Linked DNA regions of Sus scrofa: region 2 is linked to region 1. A link is a contact called in public Hi-C data. All regions are on one chromosome and are shown on one strand. The core of a region is the stretch at or near the end of the contact, and the rest is flanking DNA. Distances in the headings are between cores, read along the strand shown. Region 1 holds the start of DNAAF2 (protein kintoun). Region 2 holds the start of NEMF (nuclear export mediator factor NEMF).

Region 1 (5,355 bases), core at 2,031-4,530:
GGTGATGAGGATGCAGAGCAACAGGAATTCTCATTCACTGCCGCTGGGGATGCAAAATGGTATGGCCATTTTGAGACAGTTTGGTAGTGTCTTACAAAACTAAACAGACCCTTACCGTACAGTCCAGCAATCACATTCCTTGGTATTTACCCAAAAGAGTTGAAAACTTATTCCACACAAAAACCTGTACATGGGAGTTCCTGTCGTGGCACAGTGGAAACGAATCTGCCTAGGAACCATGAGGTTGCAGGTTCGATCCATGGCCTCACTCAGTGGGTTAAGGACCTGGTGTTGCCATGAGCTGTGGTGTAGGTTGCAGACGTGGCTCAGATCTGATGTTGCTGTGCTGTGGTATAGGCTGGCAGCTGTAGCTCCGATTGGACCCCTAGCCTGGGTACCTCTATATGCCATGAGTGCAGCCCTAAAAAGCAAAAACAAAACAAAACAAAACACCTGCACATGGATGTTTTATAACAGTTCTACTTACAACTGCCAAAAATTGGAAGTAACCAAGATGTTCCTCAATTGATGAATGGATAGATATACTTGGTACATCCAGACAAGGGAATATTATTCAGTGCTAAAGTGAAATAAACTATCAAGATGTGGAGGAACCTCAAATGCCTATTACCAAATGAAAGAAGCCAATATGTGAAGGTACATACTATATGATTCCAACTATATGACTTTCCGGAAAAGGCAAAACTATGGAGATAATAGAAAGATCAGAGTTTGCTGGTGGGAGTGGTGGGGGCGATGAATTGAAGGAACACAAAGGATTTTTAGTGCAGTGAAAATACTCTATGATACTACAGTGATGGACAGATGTTATTCCACATTTGTCCACACCCACAGACTGTATAATACCAAGAGTGGATCCTAAGGTTTACTGTGGACTTTGGATGATAGCATGTATCAATATGGGTTTATCCTTGGTAACAAATGTACTTCTCTAGAATGGGATGTTGCTAACAGGGGAGTCTGTGCATGTGTGGAGGCAGGGGGGATATGGGAAAGCTCTGTACCTTTCCTCTCAGTTGTACTGCAAACCCAAAACTGCTCTAAAGCCAAACAAAAAAAAGTCTTTTAAAAAAACTGACAGACAAGGGACCCCAAACTATGGACCCTGGTTCCAGCACAAGCTGGAAAAGGGACAGGTCCACCACTGCTCTGGCCATCATGAGCTCAGGTGTTGAGTGCCATGGCAACAAAGGTGAAACAGCCTGGAGGCTCAGTGAAGGTCAGGAGAGAAACAGCTTAGCCAGATGTGCTATCATATCCACTGAACCACAGAAATGGAAGGAAAGAATGCACACAGTTGGTTGTGCACAGGTATTGCCAGTCCTCTTTCCAGACAGCATAGGTCTGCACTGGAAGGTACCCAAACCACGTGACTTGCTTTGGCCAGTGAAATGTCAGCAGGTTTTAAAGAGCCTGTGCACAATTTTCTCTTTTTCCTGGGCCCCAGCAATGTCAGCATTTGGGAGGGTATGAGGCCCTGGATTGTGAGCCCCATTTGTCTGCAGGTGTGATGATGTGGAGGTCAAGGGACAAGGGACATTCAGCGGGAGCAAGAAATAAACTCTTGCTGTTTAAAGCCACTGATAATTTAGTCATTCTCGCAGCAGAGTTTCTTTGCCTGCCTTCTTGCATCTGTCACAAGCATCCTATCTTAATAAACCTATTTCTTGTCCCCCCCCCAAATAAATAAATAATAGAATCATTCTTACAACCCAACCTAACTTCTCCTGACTCTTGTAGGAAGGGACTGCTGAAGTGGGACAGCACAAAAGGAGTGAGACAGTCACAGCAGTGGCATTTCCTCAGAAATCATAACTCAAATTTATAGGATGCATACTCTTAATGGAGAGCTGCAAGTAGCCCACAGATATGCTTTGTTTGGCCAGGATGTTATTTGTTTATAAAGGTTTAAATCTGGGAGGGTGTGCATGTGTGTGATTGACTTCCTCTTAGTTATAGTCCCCCCTACTTCCTATTACTTACAGCAGCCTCACTTGACTTAGGTACTTGCCTACATAAGCCTTAAAGGTATTTGGGTCTGCAAACCTGGCAGTCCACACAGCAAACCCACTGAGAGGACAGGTATTGCCACGTTCATCTAATAGACATAAAAACAGGGGTCCTGGGAGGTTCACAGGCTTCAACAATGACACAAGTCAATAGCAGAGTTCCAGCCTCAATCAAGATTCAGGGTGCAGGGCAGGCTGAGGATGGCCCACCTGGAGACAGCCGCCTTCTGCTACATGGCAGGTTAATCCGCTGATTGCATACTCCATTTTCTAGTTAGCCCACACACAGCCTGAGTTTATCATCAAGCAAACTCCCCTTTTGTTTTTAACAGGACAATCACACCACCTTGAGAAGCCATGAACCAAAGCACGCAGTCTCAATAAACAGCTTGCCTTTTAAATCCATAAGCTACAAACAAATCTGCATTCTTTCAGAGAAGCCTTGCAGGTCTTCTTCTCTTTAAGTCTGAACTTTCTCATGACAAAGATAGTCAAGTGGAGGAAATCAATAACTACAAAGAAATATCTCCAGGATATACTATTATAAGTGCAAAAAAACAAAGGGCAAAAGTGTATGTAGGGAATGATCCCATTTGTATAAATGGAAAAAAAAATAAATATGTTAAGAGTATGCACATACTAAAGGCTTTCCATATAGCTACTAAACTACTCTCTAGAAAGGTTTTACTAATACAATTCTCCTACTACCCCAAGGAAATATAGTGATTGCTAAAAAAAAAAAAAAAAAGCCATTGCCATTTTCAGTAACATGTGGTATTATATTTGCATTTTTATTATCAGTAAGGGCATATCTTTACTGAGCATCGATTATTTATGAATAGCCTGCCCATATCTCTTGCCCTAAGTGAGTTGTAAACAGGACAAACTGGTAAAATAGCTAGAAGACTGAAATATTGGTTTAGCGAAGTGAAAAGCAGATAAACTTAGGTTAGAATCACAGCTTGTGAATGCACCAACTCTATGATTATGGTCAGGTAACTTCTCAGGTCCCATCTGTGAAATGCGGATCCAGTGAACAGTGGATAACGTACATAATGCTGGAAATTATAACAATTATTAGGATGGTTATTCTGCAGCAGTAACTGCACTATGGCACAGGAATCTAAAAAAATGCGGAATGTTTGTTTGGAGAAACTAAGGCTATTTCTGGCATTTCCATCACTCTATTCCTGCCCCTCCCCCACAGCATTGGTGGTGTCGCTATAGCAACGAGCACGCGCTGCCCAAGGCTCAACAGTCTAGCGGTTTACTGGCCTCCGCGGCCTCTCTCTCCGCAGAAGAGCGACAACACTGATCGTCCCACCCACTCCGTCTCGGATCGATCTCCCCTGACCACTGGGAAGGAGCGGAGGGGCAGCATGGCCAAGGCAGCCTCTTCGCCGTTGGAGGACTTGGACCTGAGCGGAGAGGAAGTCCAGCGGCTCACCTCCGCTTTCCAGGACCCCAAGTTTCGGCGAATGTTCTCTGAGTATGCGGAGGAGCTCACGGACCCCGAGAACCGGCGGCGCTACGAGGAGGAGATTACCGCGCTGGAGCGTGAGCGCGGCGTGGAGGTGCGGTTTGTGCACCCGGAGCCGGGCCACGTGCTGCGCACCAGCCTGGATGGGGCCCGGCGCTGTTTCGTGAATGTATGCAGCAATGCCCTGGTGGGCGCGCCCAGCAGCCGGCCCAGCTCTGGGAGCGCGGCGTCCGGCAGCCAGTGGTCCCTGCCCTACAGTCTGGCGCCCGGCCGCGAGTACGCGGGGGGGCGCGGCATCCGCTACACAGTCTACGACGTGGTCTTCCACCCAGACGCACTCGCGCTGGCCCGGCGCCACGAGCGCTTCCGCCAGATGCTGGACGCCACGGCTTTGGAGGCCGTGGAGAAGCAGTTCGGCGTGAAGCTGGACCGCAGGAATGCCAAGACCCTGAAAATCAAGTACAAGGGGACCCCGGAGGCTGCCGTGCTGCGCACGCCCCTACCCGGGGGCGTCCCGGCCCGGCCCGAGGGGGAACCGGAGAGCCCGCTCCCTGATTTCCCCTACCCTTACCCGGGCCCTGTGGCCGCTGGGAGTGCCGCGATCCCCCGGCCCCAGGCGCCCTCCCCTCCCGAGGCGGTCCAGCAGCCCGCCCCCACAGAGCCTCGCTACAGCGTGGTGCAGCGCCACCACGTGGACCTCCAGGATTACCGCTGCTCTCGGGACTCAGCCCCCAGCACTGTGCCCCACGAGCTGGTCGTCACCATTGAGCTGCCGCTGTTGCGGTCGGCTGAGCAGGCAGCGCTGGAAGTGACTGGAAAGCTGCTGTGCCTCGACTCACGGAAACCCGACTACCAGCTGCGGCTCTCGCTTCCATACCGGGTGGACGACAGCCGCGGCAAGGCGCAGTTCAACAAGGCCCGGCGGCAGCTGGTAGTCACGCTTCCGGTAGCGGTGACAGTCTCGCTCCCGGAGCTCGCCGCGACCCCGGAAGAGGCCGCCGACCGGCCCGGAACTGATGGCGCGGCCTGCGCTTCCGCTCGCCAAGGGGAGGCGGGCCCAGCGGGGATTCGTGCAGGGGACGGAGGCTCGGATCCCGGCCGAGCTGGAGCTGCGGGCGCCGATATCCCTGCCCCGGAGGCCGTTGGGGGGAAGCTTGTCTCAGAACCAGAGGAGCTTGATTTCGGCGGGCAAGCAATATCAACAGCTCGCATTGGGGAGGAGCCGCTTCCCAGAGCAGGGAACTCACCTGAGGACGGTGGTGGAGGCGCTCCTTGGAAATCATCCGGGGACCTTGACGGGAGGTCTCCTACAGGGAGAGGGAGAGCGCGCCCAGCTCTTGGCGTCAAAGAGCACGTGGCCGGAGGAGGCACAGGCAGGGAGCCTGTTGATCGATCCATGGTTGGTCCCGGGACAGACCGCGGGGAACCCTTGTGTCCGCCTCTGCAATGTAATCAGGATGAAGAATCTCTGACTCTGCTCATTCAAGTGCCTTGCATCCAGCCTCAGAGTCTTCAAGGGGAAGTGACCCCCCTGTGGTACAGATTGTGCTTCTCCACCCAAGACTTAGTATATTATACCTTCTTTTTGCAATTTACTCCAGAGAATAAATTGAGTACCAAAGAACCAGTGGCTAGCATTTCTTCAAACAATGCAGTGATAGAACTGGCCAAATCTCCAGAGTGCCGTGGACTTTGGAGAGAGTGGTATTATGGTTTAAACAACGATTCTTTGGAGGTAACAGTTCTTTCTAGAGTCTTACTACTTGAAATATTCTCTCCCACTTTTAAATTTACAGGCATCCTTTCATTTCATCCTAAACAGAGAATTTGCCGTTGTAACTTCTT
Region 2 (5,360 bases), core at 1,727-4,226, 180 kb before region 1:
TGATCACCTGACTTCCATAAAGGCCTTCTCTGACTGGGCCACAGTGATGTTTTGAGTCTCATGGAATTAGTGTCAGTTCAGAGCCAGGGTCTGGTGATTCCCCTGCCCCCCCCCGACCCAATGTCTCATCGTTTCTTTTTCCCCAGTGCACAGTTACCCTCATAAAAGGCCATAGGTCTCTTTGGGGAAATCTGGAAGAAGGATTAACAGTATACATTTTTGGCAATGTCCTTCCTCAAGGGGATCTAGACTCCATTTCATACAAGAGGTTGTGGGTCTGTAAACTGGCTTAATTTGGGGAGTTGACTGAAAGACTATAAATGAGTTTTTATGATTTTTGTTCACTTGAGCTACAACTCTTTTGCTTATAGGGACCAAGTAAGAATTTAGTACGTTTCCCATACATTTCATTTCTAAGACCCTCCTGATCAAATAGCCAACACCATCAGTCCCTGTGAGTCAGACTCTTCTGTTACGCTGCTCACATCCTCACGTGAAATTTGTCTTTCTTGGTCTGACTTACTTCTCTTCATATGATAATCACTAATGTGTGTAATCTAATAAAAATGATACAACAAACTTATGGTTACCAAAGAAGAAATGTGGTGGGGGGAGGGATAAATTAGGGGGTTGAGATTGACATATACACACTACTATATATAAAATATAATAGATAGGGAGTTCCCGTCGTGGCACAGTGGTTAACAAATCCGACTAGGAACCATGAGGTTGCGGGTTCGGTCCCTGCCCTTGCTCAGCGGGTTAACGATCCGGCGTTGCCGTGAGCTGTGGTGTAGGTTGCAGACGCGGCTCGGATCCCGCGTTGCTGTGGCTCTGGTGTAGGCTGGTGGCTACAGATCCGATTCAACCCCTAGCCTGGGAACCTCCATATGCCGCGGGAGCGGCCGAAGAAATAGCAACAACAACAACAACAACAACAACAAAAAGAAAAAAGACAAAAGACAAAAAAATATATATATAATAGATAGGTAACCAGGAACTACTTATAGCACAGGGAAATTTACTCAATACTGTGTAACCTATATGGGAAAAGAATCTGGAAAGGAATGGCTATATGTATAATATGTAAAATTGATTTGCTTTGCAGTATGCCTGAAATTAACACACATTTGTAAATCAGCTAAATTCCAGTAAAACTGTTTTAAAAAGAAAAAAATTACCTTTAAATTATCAGTTATGACAAATTCTGTTGGTTTCAGATAATTCACTTTTATCTCCTCTTTGAAAATGGAAGATGATTTGCCCATCTCCTGTTGCCTCTATTTTTTCAAGTCCTTAAGTGTTCCTGGTTCAGAAATTTTTCAAAGTAGAGAGAAACTATTTCAAAATCCAGAAATGATGGAATTCAGTAGTAAATTATGCAGTTGCTTTGTAATTTTTATACTTATCTTCATCTACTTTTCGTTCTTATGTATATTCTTGCATTTTTCCTTCTGATGCCCATTTTCCTTGACAGACAAACCAGAAGCAATGTATGAGTTAGTCCAGGGGCTGACCCATATATAACTTAAATTAGTATCCTGCTCCTATCCTGGGAGTTTTGCTATGAAGTCTTTCAGTTTTTGTATATAGAGAAGTATCTGAGAGAGTTCCCTGATGGTGCAGTGGGTTAAGGATCTGGCATTTGTCACTGTGGTGTGGGTTCCATCCCTGGCCCCCTGGAACTTCTGCATCTAAGTTTTGTCCCTTTCAATGTGGAGTTTACACATGTATTGCATTTTATGCAAAATATTTAGGCATTCTTTGGGGAATGCCTTTACTGTCAATATAAGAACTTTAGTATTGTTTATGTACAGTTAGACCTGTCGCTTTTACGGTTTTGGCTACAGTCTATCCTAAACCCTCCAAATAGCTTATTTCATATCTTGAGCTATTCTGCATGATTTACTGTGCCATTTGATGCAGTAGTGCTGCGCTATATGTGTTACAGCAGCCTCTTGGAGTCTGCAATTCCTGGTTTCTTTTGAAATGCTGAACGCGCCCTTTTAACTTAAGAGTCGCCGTCTACTGGTGAGAATTTTGCTGCTCACGACACTCAGTCTGTAGGCTCTAGAATCCTCCTAGGTCCAGATTTCTTGCCGGGCGCGGTGGCGCGCGCCTGTAATCCCAGCTACTCGGGAGGCTGAGGCTGGAGGATCGCTTGAGCCCAGGAGTTCTGGGCTGCAGTGCGCTATGCCGATCGGGTGTCCGCACTAAGTTCGGCATCAATATGGTGACCTCCCGGGAGTGGGGGACCACCAGGTTGCCTAAGGAGGGGTGAACCGGCCCAGGTCGGAAACGGAGCAGGTCAAAACTCCCGTGCTGATCAGTAGTGGGATCGCGCCTGTGAATAGCCACTGTACTCCAGCCTGGGCAACATAGCGAGACCCTGTCTCTTTTGAGTTCTTATCTTAAAATTGCTTTCTTCCCAAGTATTTATTACAGTGCAAAAACAAAAAACCATTCTTGCACGACCCTTGAAACCCCTTTGGCGGGGCAACCTTGTCTTATTTTTATTTTTATCTTATTTCACCATTATCTAGCGAAATATTTGAATATTTTGATTGCCGATCATTTATGGAACCCCTATTGTATACCAGGTACTACGCTGAGACCCCCTGCTGAGTCCCAAAAGGGGATTCCCAACAGTTAGATTGGATGAGAATCCCACAATAATGGCAAAATGGTCTTTGGAGAGCAAGACTCATCAAAAAAGGAACTCCTTATTGAGAGTTGGTTTGCTTTGATCATTGAGGGCGCCTGTAGGGCAAATGAAATAATCCACTTCGGTTAAATTTCAAAACAGTAAGCTGCAGGAAAAGGGGTCCTCCTGGCTTTGATACACAGAGCCTCACTACCCGCCTGGGGAAATGCTTCCAGTACTCCTCTCATAAATTGTTACGACCAGCAGGGGTCACTATGGAGGCTGGTTTGAGTCCCGAAACACAAGGGGGCAAAGTCACTAAACTAGTCCGTAAGCTTTTCAGGAAAGAATGCAGTTTCAAGAGAACAGTTTGGATCTATTTCGAGTGGTTTTGGTGCGAAAACCAGCAACGAAAAACAAATTGATGACGGCCTGACACTCAAACACTTCACTAAAGCGATGCAAACACGTTCGCTTCAAGGAATATTGGCCCTTCTGCGCGGCCGTAGATCCGCCAAGTGCGCCTGCGCATAAGAGTAGCGGCGTCGAGTCAGGCCGGCAGTGGAGGAAGCTGCAGAATCTTCTCTCGTACCTCGCCATGAAGACTCGCTTTAGCACTATTGACCTCTGCGCGGTACTAGCCGAGCTGAATGCCAGGTACTGTACGATAGGTGACCAGGCTCGTGCGGGGAGTGCAGGAGGCAGAGTCGCAGCCCCACGGTGGAGACAAGACTGGCCTGGTGTTTCCCCTCGGTCCCCCCAGTGCAGCCCTTTATGGACCTGGTTAGGCCTGAGTGGGCGAGCGCGTGACATCTTTCCCGGGCCCTCAGGATACCCGGGCGGGGGGGACCCGGGGGACCCCAGCAGCTGAGTGCCTCATGTGCTGCTAGTCTTGCCAGGTCTTAAGTCAGCTTCTGGCGGGTTCACGTCTTACTGTCCTGAGTCGCCTGGGTCTGGCAGCTACGTTTAGTGAAAACCGACACGCCAGTTGGACGCCAGGACGCCAGAGTAGTCATTTGCTCCAGAGGTTTCCAGACCCGACCCTTAGTTTGTTAGACTCTCTTCCTCATCCCAAAGACAGACCAGTATCGCCGTTTTAGCTGGAGGTAGCAGATTCGCGTGAGATTTGGCGTCTAGTCTGGTCTCTATTATTCACCTGTCATATTTGAGCTTTGTCATATTTCCCAGGGTCTTGTTTGCGTTTTTTCTTTTAAAATAAATTAAGTGGAATCGATTTACTATATTTCCTTAGAAAATGTTGGATCATTTTAAAGACTCAATGCGTTGTATGGTATTCCTAGAGCTGATAAGCCATTTTTGTTCTAAAGTAGTTAAATTCAAGTTTTGAGCTGAGTGCCTGATGGCGTTCAGATTGTGCTCCCTGTTTGAGTCCCTGTCTTTAGAGTCGAAGATCTCCTTTTTCGAAGACTCTACTTCCGCCTACAGATTTAAATTGTGTGAGGTTTTATGTTTCAAGTGGTACTATGATTTGTTATATGTTTCCTTTCTTTTTGCAGCTTGCTAGGAATGAGAGTAAACAATGTTTACGATGTGGATAATAAGACATATCTTATTCGTCTTCAAAAGTAAGAGCATTTTGTAGGCTTATTAGATGTTTTGTAATTAAATATGAGATTTTTTTTTTAAACATGAGTTAGCGCTGGCAAATGCCCTAAAGAAAATTTTGACTTTTTCCTTCTACAGACCAGACTTTAAAGCTACACTTTTACTTGAATCTGGCATACGAATTCACACGACAGAATTTGAGTGGCCTAAGAATATGATGCCATCTAGCTTTGCCATGAAGGTAAATTTTAAGTTATACTAGAAGCAAAATCTTAAGGCCCTGAGATTGGTCACTGACCATTGAAGTTTTAAACTTTAGTTTTTATTCACTGTTATGAATAAAATAGAGATAAAGGTAGAGTAGTTGATAGATACTAGATGAATAAAGGATATGTTTATTAATGTGTCCCTTTTACTCTTTACATCCCATTGTGCTCCACATCTTTCTGTCCCCACAGTTGCTGTTCTAATGAAAGCTTTTTTAACACTGGACATAAGAGTCCCTTACCTCTACTACACTTCTCACTATCAAAACAGTTCTGTTTTAGACCAGCATCAATTGTTCTAGAGCATCATTTTTATTGGTTATCCCACCTTTTATGATTCTCTATACTGTATCCTAGCATCCTTGGCTTTTTGTGATCTGCCCTCCCTCCTTCCCTAGCCTTATCTTCCATAGCTTACTTTTCAGCTACCGACCTGTTTCTGTTAGAATACTCAATGACATTAGTGTGTTACCAAGCATATCTTCTTACTTTTCACTTCTCTATTTTTTTTTTATACCGTTAAAACTGAGATCTTGCATTTGTGTATGTCTTACTTATTTTCTTACTGACATAAGAGATCTAGTGAAAGTTCATGGTACAGAGGACAGGTGCTAGAGTCACATATACCTAACTTTGAATTAATGGTGTATTTTATAACCTGGAAACTTTACTTGACCTCTTGGAGCTTGCTTCTTTAAATGTAAAATGTAGATAATGCCTCCCTCATGAGATTATTGGTGAGGATTAATTGAAATTACATGTAAAGCACCTAACACAATGCCTGACACATAGTAGGGCTCCATATGTATTAATTTCCTTCTTCCTCTCCTCCTCACTTTCCTTCAGAAATTTATTTGTTTTGGCATTGTGTTATTTCATTAGAG

The links. Hi-C and Micro-C count contacts between places; a contact is called where the count stands out from the background.
Region 2: a Hi-C map of skeletal muscle shows a contact between it and region 1, with 5 times the contacts expected there. The contact joins the promoter of NEMF here to the promoter of DNAAF2 in region 1. A contact is called at or near these places in 1 of 5 promoter capture datasets (liver), 20 of 47 Hi-C or Micro-C datasets (brain, embryonic fibroblasts, epiblast stem cells and 11 more) and 2 of 2 datasets of contacts at active chromatin or transcription factors (alveolar macrophages and skeletal muscle).

Annotation. Positions count from the first base shown.
Region 1 is chr1:179,489,061-179,494,415 of Sscrofa11.1, reverse strand. DNAAF2 (protein kintoun) reads left to right here and starts at 3,280. Exons shown (of 3, transcript XM_003121803.5): 1 at 3,280-5,245. The coding sequence starts at 3,410. LOC110262104 (a long non-coding RNA gene) reads right to left here and starts at 4,458. Exons shown (of 2, transcript XR_002346676.1): 1 at 4,220-4,458; 2 at 1,657-3,958.
Region 2 is chr1:179,668,841-179,674,200 of Sscrofa11.1, reverse strand. NEMF (nuclear export mediator factor NEMF) reads left to right here and starts at 2,976. Exons shown (of 33, transcript XM_001924630.5): 1 at 2,976-3,301; 2 at 4,162-4,230; 3 at 4,349-4,451. The coding sequence starts at 3,243.